2 separate regions of the Rattus norvegicus genome follow, and region 1 is linked to region 2. Evidence: chromatin contacts called from public Hi-C data. All regions are on one chromosome and are shown on one strand. The core of a region is the stretch at or near the end of the contact, and the rest is flanking DNA. Distances in the headings are between cores, read along the strand shown.

Region 1 (3,853 bases), core at 57-2,556, 140 kb before region 2:
CACACAAATAGAATATGTCTGCCTCATCTTTCTCTCCCAACAATAAGAGTCAGGACCAGCACTGTGAACAGCATACCATAGGATCCACTACACAAAGTGATTCATAAAAAGGATACAGATCTGACCAGATGATGTCTCTGCCATATCCCTAAAAAAGAAGTAAGAAGAAAGAAAAAAAAAAAAAAAAAAAGACCAGAGGTTCCCTAACCATCTTTCTGGGAAACATGCTGGACCCGGGTGTAGCAGATAGATTGGGGGAAGGCAAGCTTCATTTACCTTCCATCCCAACAGATGATTCAGGAAGCCAGAGGAGAAGTAAACCAGAAGAATACTGCCTTGGGTAGGCGTGCCTCCATAAACCCCAATGTCCCTGTCCTTGGCACTTCCCGGTTCCTTTTCCACCCGCGCTGGTTGGAGGAGTGTGAAAAATGGCACAGGCGGTGGTTCCTTTGGCAATGTGTTCAACCCTAAGCCTGACACCAATGAGGGTCACCCGCCCAGCTTGTCTCAAAAAGAGAAAGGGCGAGCAAGAACTGGCTCTCTGGCGGGCCTCCTCTCCCAAACTGAGACCTCCAAGGGCCGCCTGCCTGCCAGCCAGGCTGGCATGAGTGCCCGCCCCCAGGAACGGCAAACTGCCCAGCCAGCGGCCGCCTAGGCACACACAGAAAAACCGTGGGAGAGGGACTGGGCTCCTCCCTCGGGGCCGCTGGAGTCCTCCCCTTTATCGTGCTTGAAGGAGCTGACCCTAAACCTCTTCCAAGGTCCCCAAACTTCACTAACAACCCAAGCACCTGTTCCCTTCATCTCCTGCGCAGCCGATCCGCTCAAGCTCATCGGTATCCCTGCAGCACTTTCTTCTAGCTCCTTGGACACCCGAACACCCCTGGTCCCAGGGTGCCCCACTCTCTCTCCCTGGTGGGCTCACCCAAGATCGGTCTAGACACAGACTCCTACACTCTCGCTGCCCTCCACCCAGAAGTTTCCCCTGGGTCCACCAGGGTCCCCACGGAAGCGCCTCCAGTCCCATGCAGATGTCGGGCCTCCTCCCTCCTCCCCGGAGCCGGCTACTCGGGTGCCGTTAACGGCCGGCGCGCTCACCTCGGTTCACCAAGCGCAGGGCGTGCGTGAAGGAGGGGTCCAGAGAGTCCTTCTCCGCCATCAGCTCCGGCAGGTACTTCTCCTCCATGCTCGCCGGCCGCCGGGCCCGCTTCTCCGCCCCGAGGCGCGCGCGCGCCAGCCGCCCCGCAGCCCGAGCCGCCCGCCCGCGGCGGCGCGGACCCCGCCAGGCGCCTCGGCGGCCAAGCCGGGCGGGCGGCCGGGCGGCGGTGGCGGCTCGGGGCGGGCGGCGGCCGCTCAGCCCGGCCCCGTGGAGCCCCAGATCACCGCGCTGCGGGCCGCGGGCTGCACGGCGGCGGGATGAGCTAAAGGAGCGGGCGGGGAAGCCGAGGAGCGCTGGCCGGACTAGCCCGCTGGCGGCGACCGTGCCTGGCTCTGCTGCGACCCGCCCCGCGCGCCGCCTCGCGCGCTCTGAGCCTCCGCGCAGTGCCCCGCGCCCTCCCCGCCCCGCCCGCCGCGCCTGCGCGCTGTGCCGACCGCCTGGCGCGCGCCGCCTCGTGGGGGCACTGGGACTGCGCGGACCCGCGGCGGGGATATTGTAGGGGCGCTTCTAGTCCCCGGACCTGGGGTCTCCATCCCGGGCTCCCCGATGAGCACCTCTAAGCCGTCCAGCACTGCCTTGTACGTGCAGTCTGGGAAACTGAGGCTCACAGGTCAAGTGGCGCGTCCAAGGTCACCCGTCCTAGGGAGGAGGGACAAGGGCAGAGCCTTTGGAACCCAAGTTCATCAGGCTGGGCTCTGGGAACCGGCAGGGAGACCAGGCTCCTGGTTCGCCAAAGCTCCGCGGACTTGCCTAACTTAGGTCGCTTTGCTGTCCGCTGCTATTTGTACGAAAATAGCGCCGGACCGGACTTGAAACGCCAGCCTCCTGAGACCCTTGGCGCAGAGGTCGGTTACATAAAAGCGCCTGCCCTTCAGACTGTCTTTGTCTTCCAAGACTTGCTCCCGGTTGCCCTTCTCCTTACATGGCGGTGTCTGGACATGGATGAATGAGCCCCTCTAAACTCTCTCCAGTAGGGAACCTACCACACCACACATAAGTGGTGATGTCTTCTGTCGCCCTCGAGTCACCCAACCAAACCCCAGCAAATGCTCTCCTAGTCTCCTCGTAGATCTTTTGAGGTCTGTGAAATAAGTGTCCCACACTAGGCCAAGGACTTCTGAGTCTCCTCCTCTCAGAGGATATCATCATCCCAACCTTGATAACCTGGGTCCCTTGACAGTACTAAAGACTTTCCCAGAAAAGCCTTGTTTCATTTTCCCTCTCCCTGAACTCTAAAGCCATTCACAGAACCACAATTCTGCTTTTGGTAGCCTAGGGCTATCATGGAGAATTGCAAATTTGTCTGAGGGAGAAGTCTGCAACACCTGGTGTCTGGGACGATTGTGGGGTGATTTCGCACCAGAAAAGTTTCCTGAAGGAATCCTCCAAGCATCTGATCCCTTGTTCCAGCCTTGCATATACTTGGTTGCAGGTAAGGTGGTGCGACTCCAGAGCCTCCTGCAACAACCTCCCCCATGTCTCTCTTTCGGATGGAAAGGGCAAGAGGCAGTAAAACACAATGGTTAACTAGTTGTGACCCTTTAGCAAACTTAGGTCATCTGTGCCTCAGTTTCTTCACCTATCACATGGAGATAAGAAAAAATCATTTCTTAGTAAGGTCATGAGAATGTACTATTTCACCAGCATCCCGGCACAAAATGAAAGCCAGACTGTTCTGTGGCAGTCTCCCTCGAATGGCGGCTCTCTGAAGCAGAAGCTTCAAAAGGCAGCAGGCAACACCATCTGTGTGGTCCTCGATGCTGGACTCGGTGCACAACCCCAGCAGAGTAAGCTCATAAGGGTAGATAGATCCTGCTTCTGACCCTGAGCCCCATGCTGGTTTGTTTGTGCATTGTGCCCCAAATCTGAGCCTCACGTCTGGACCCCCAACACCTAGGTAATGTCAGCCATCCTTCAAGGCAGTTGGGGAAGTTGGGGAAGTTCTTGATGTCTAAATGGAAGCATGTGCCTTTTGCTCTAGTCTCCCTAGACTTGAATTCCAGTGGTTCTCTGACAACCACTCCTGAGGAGGAGAGGTAGACAGAGGACCTGGTAAAACAGCCTCCTTGCACTGTGTCTTCCATTTTCTGCCTCGGTAGTAGTCTAAACTTTCACTGATGAATATCTTTATTAAGCAGTTACTAATTATCTTTATTAAGCACTTACTAATTATCTTTATTATAAGCATTTACTAAGTGCCAAGCTGCTCCGGCAGCTTTATCCATCGTCCTCTTGATACCTGCAGGAGAGATTCCGTTTATCACCATTTACTCATCAAGAAATCTCCGAGGCTGAGTAATTTTATACTTTGCCACCTGTGCCACCACTAGCAATCTGAGATCCCAGGCCCTCCTATTCTAAACCCTTCCCACACCCAACCCTTCCCAGGTAGTGATCTGAGACTGATTAGATCTCTGTCCCACCCCCACTGGAGTTTTTGGCACAGATGTCCCACCAGCAGCTGGGGAGGAGGACTGTATACCATGAGGCCGACAACAGAGATGCTGAAGCGTCTGCTTGGGACCCTCCTCCTCACAAAGCCTTCCAAGAGGGCAGGTGCCCAGCCCTGTGAGTGCCCATGTCGGGTCCTCCAGGGGAGAAGACTGATGTTCCTATAAGAGGCTCAGAAACTCATCCCCACCCTCCAGTCTGGCTGGACCAGTACAGGGCACTGCCATGTCTTGCTACCTACTC
Region 2 (3,999 bases), core at 1,400-3,899:
GAGTGCTGGTATCACCCACAAGGGACTGACCCCCAGTGAGGCAGCTCTTCTTCCTCCTTGCATCTATCAATGGGAAGAAACACTATGTAAAACTGATTCTCAGCTCCTAGGATCCCTGGTGACCATATGTGAAAGGTGCTTATTTAAGAAGGGGCCCTCTCCCTCTGGGGCTCCCAGCAACGTCAAGCATCCAAGATGACTTTTGAGTCATGTACTCTGCTCTTGGCCTCTTCCCATAGCCTCAAGAAAGTTTAGTCTCGGGTTGGGGATTTAGCTCAGTGGTAGAGCGCTTGCCTAGGAAGCACAAGGCCCTGGGTTCGGTCCCCGGCTCTGAAAAAAAGAACCAAAAAAAAAAAAAAAAGAAAGTTTAGTCTCCTAATTCTTCTCTGTGTGCCCTCCCACCACTAGCCTGCCCTTGCTGCATTCAAAGCCAGAGCCCTGGGTCTTTTGGGTCTGGAAGATCTGGTGAGGAAACAAAGAAGAGATGTTCAGAGAAAGAAGAAATGTTCAAGATACTTAAACTAACTCCCCAGAACCCAGCACATTTTCTGAGTCTTTTTCAAAGTCACTGTTCTTGGCCTGAAGGCAAAAATAATGTTAATTATAGTTAGAATTAGGCAGTAAGACCTAGACATTTTACGTGCTAGCATTGTACTGGGTCTCACACAGGATCCTGACTCAGAGAAGCACAAAACCAGCCCTTACTGTATCCATCCAATGGTGAGAAAGAGAAAGAATGGCTGTGTATATAGCTCAGCCTTCTCTCAAGTGCCCATCCAATCTCCTCTTGCCTCTCCTCTAGCACCCTTCAGAAAGGGGATCCCAAGTCCAGAGAGCAAGTCTCTGACAAGCTTTTCCTTATCAGTGCATAGTCCCTGGTGAGGTCTGTTGTCTGTGCAAGGTGGCAGTGCTTGCATATAGGATCCTGTATTGTTAATGGATTCGCAGCTTTGATATCTACAGTCAGAGAAGCTATCAGACAGACCTGCATTGCATTTGTTTTTAGGCTTTATTTCCTCAATATCAATGTGATGGGTAATTTTCCTTTGTGTATTTATTTTTGAGATTATAAATTAATTACAGCATTTCCCCTTTCCTCTTTGCCCTCCAAACCGTTCCATTATCCCTTTTCACTTTTCCTTCACATTCATCGCTTTGTTTTTCATGAACTGTTATTGCATGCATATATGTATTTGAATATATATTACACACACGCATATATATATATATGTATATATATTCCCAATTATAACCTGTTGAGTCCCTATAATGTTTGTATGTATGTTTTTAGGGCTAGGACTAGCACTAGACAACCAAAGTGTGCTCTTCCCTGGGAAGGACCCTCTTTCTGACTCCCAGCTTTCCTCAGTTGCCTACAGTTCCTTTGGAGCCTTATGAGTTTATCCCCATCCAGTTTGGTATACTCTTTATTGTCAACCTTATCCAGCTCATGTTTGCGGGTCCTATTGGTGGCACTTTATCATTAACTTGATGGAATCTGAAATCAACTAAGGAGCATGCCTCTAGGACAGTCTCAGAGGGCATCTCTAGGGAGGATTAACTGGGAGAAGATCCTTCTCTAAGTAGGTGGTGGTCAGAGAAAAAGGTGTGTAATTCTTCATTTAATCCTCCCGACTGCACTGTTCGGTAAGAACAGCCAGTTTGCTTTCAGTGGAGGAAATGAGAGTTTCGGGTTGGGGTGACGGCTCATCGGATCACCTTATTTTGAAGGTGATTCAGGGTGGCTTCCCTAGGACCAGACCTGGACAGGGCAAGTGTAGAGTGATGTCTTAGGAGGTTTCTTGAGAGCAAACCCCACATATAGGGAAGTAGAACAAAGGGACAGAGACAAGTTAAAAAATGCTTAAAGAGCAGCTTCAGGACAAATCCCAAGAGTCCCAGAACTCTTTGCATATCATGGACAAACACAATTCACTTGCTCCCAGTATTCCTCCTTTGATTAAGGTTACACATGGCAAAGGCTAATCCTCAATATGTGGGGCTCTCTCTGACCAGCGAGGCAGTAAGTAGCATGCAGGAGGTTGTGGGGGTGTTAAGAGTAAGGTTTCAAATGGGGAGCCAGCATGGGAAAGATAACAAAGGGATTAGGTCTAAGACTGTGAGCTATAACCACAGCACCAAAAGGATTACTAGAGGTGCATGAATAAATAAAGCCTCCACAGAGGAGGTGACATTTACGAGAAGGAGTGAACAGCAGTGGAAGCTGGCATGGGATGGCACAGAAAGCACCACAGAGCACAGAAGGTTGGAAATGGACACTAGTCAGCTCCTCTTTAGCCTTCTTATTTCATATAGGTAAGAGAGAGGGAAAGTGATCTCAAACAGACTGAACAGCTTCCCCAGGGCGACACAATTCTTGAGGTCAAAGGGAGCTCAACCCAGACTTTAATTCTGACACGCATGTCCAGGTGATGGGTACAGCATGCAAGAAAGACTCCGTTGTTGGCAGGACATTGAAGAGCTGGAGGGATGGCTCAGGAAAAGCAATGAAAGAGATAAAGTCCCAGATCCCTGCCTGCTGCACACCCCACCCCCACACTCGCATGTTATTTCTTAGAACAGAAGAGCCTCTCAAGTACATGGATACGACTCAGCAGACACAGTTATAAATAAAGTGACAGATACCATGGCAACAGGGGAAGCAAAATGAAATGCATCATCTTATTGTAAAGGGCAAAACCTACTCTATATATACAGCAGCGAGCGTCTCCGTCCTCTTTCCAGCCCTTTTTTTGCACAAACACTTCAGACTTCACATGAAGAAGGTTTGCCTCCTTAGCAGCAATGATTCAGTCACATAATGTATGTGTATTTTTGTACATGTCTCTGGCTCTCTGTGTGCTCATGTGTTCAATTATATAAAGAAGTGGCTAGGTCTCTGTCTATGGAGACACATACTGAGATAGATACAAACATAACAGTAAAATAGTAAGATGGATGGATGTAGGATCTCTGGCAGATTGCAATTTTCAAAGGTGGCCATGGTGATATTTTATATCTCCTTGCTTGCCTACAGGGAGACCCTGATGCTCTCATCCTTGCTCAAAGAGTCTGTAAACAGTCATGATTAACTCAGCCAAGTACGCGGTCAATGTGGTGTTACGTAGCTTATGTGGATTCATTAAATACCAGACTTCTTCCTCTGGTTCTTCTTGAGATACTCACTCCATGGAAAACGAGTCCTTATGCAGAGAGGCTAATGGCTCCGAGCCTACCTCCCACCTCCAACCCTGGGAAGACTATACATTATAACTCTAGCCCAGAGTATAGGCTCAGATTAGTTCTACAGTGTCCATGCTGGAGATCTGAGCACGGCAATCTGGATGCTTCAGGAGCAAGTTCCCCAAAAGACTCCTGGGATGCCTCAGAGAACAGAAAATCAACCACATCCTGCTTGCATCTGCAACCCATCGAATTCATGAGGTATAATTAATGTCGTTTCTTAAAGCCACTAAACTTAGGGAAATCACTTAGACTGCCCTAAATGATGGAAATCCTCCCGCAGACATCAAAGCAGATCCCATTTTCACCTGCCCAGCATGAGCCCCACTCTAGACTGAGACTTCATGTGTAACAACTCATTTAGTGGCCCAGTCCACACCATCAGGAAAAACTGTTTGCTTTTAGATGAGAAAATTGATGTTGATGGCTGGGGTAATGGTTTATTAGTTAAATCCCTGGACAACCCAACATGAGGGCCAGAGTTCAGATCCCCAGAACCCACATGAATGCCAGGTTGGAATAGTAGCTTACCTTTCATCCTAGCCTTGGAAGGTTAGACAGCAAGCGAGCTATTGAGACTGTCCATATCAGAGAACTCTGGGTTTGACAGAGACCTTCAGCCTCGATGAACGAAAGGGATAGAGCAGTGCAGATGTGGACTTGAACCTGGGGCCTGCTCATGCATACTCACACATGAACACATACAGTGCCATGCATGGTCCCACACAAAGCATGCATGCCAACCACACATGTAAA

What was found. Hi-C and Micro-C count contacts between places; a contact is called where the count stands out from the background.
Region 1: a contact with region 2 is called in a Hi-C map of prefrontal cortex, with 2.8 times the contacts expected there. The contact joins the promoter of Khdrbs3 here to the enhancer-like site in region 2. A contact is called at or near these places in 2 of 12 Hi-C or Micro-C datasets (frontal cortex and prefrontal cortex).

The regions. Positions count from the first base shown.
Region 1 is chr7:102,724,296-102,728,148 of GRCr8, reverse strand. Khdrbs3 (KH RNA binding domain containing, signal transduction associated 3) reads right to left here and starts at 1,306. Exons shown (of 9, transcript NM_022249.2): 1 at 1,099-1,306. The coding sequence starts at 1,186.
Region 2 is chr7:102,588,806-102,592,804 of GRCr8, reverse strand. It overlaps the pseudogene Tox4-ps1. Among named protein-coding and RNA genes, the nearest start is that of Khdrbs3, 140 kb to the left of the region's middle. Within about 2 kb of position 2,649, at least 17 of the 93 cell types and tissues checked have an H3K27ac peak or open chromatin away from gene starts, as enhancers often do. A contact at or near this core is called in prefrontal cortex, where this site is marked.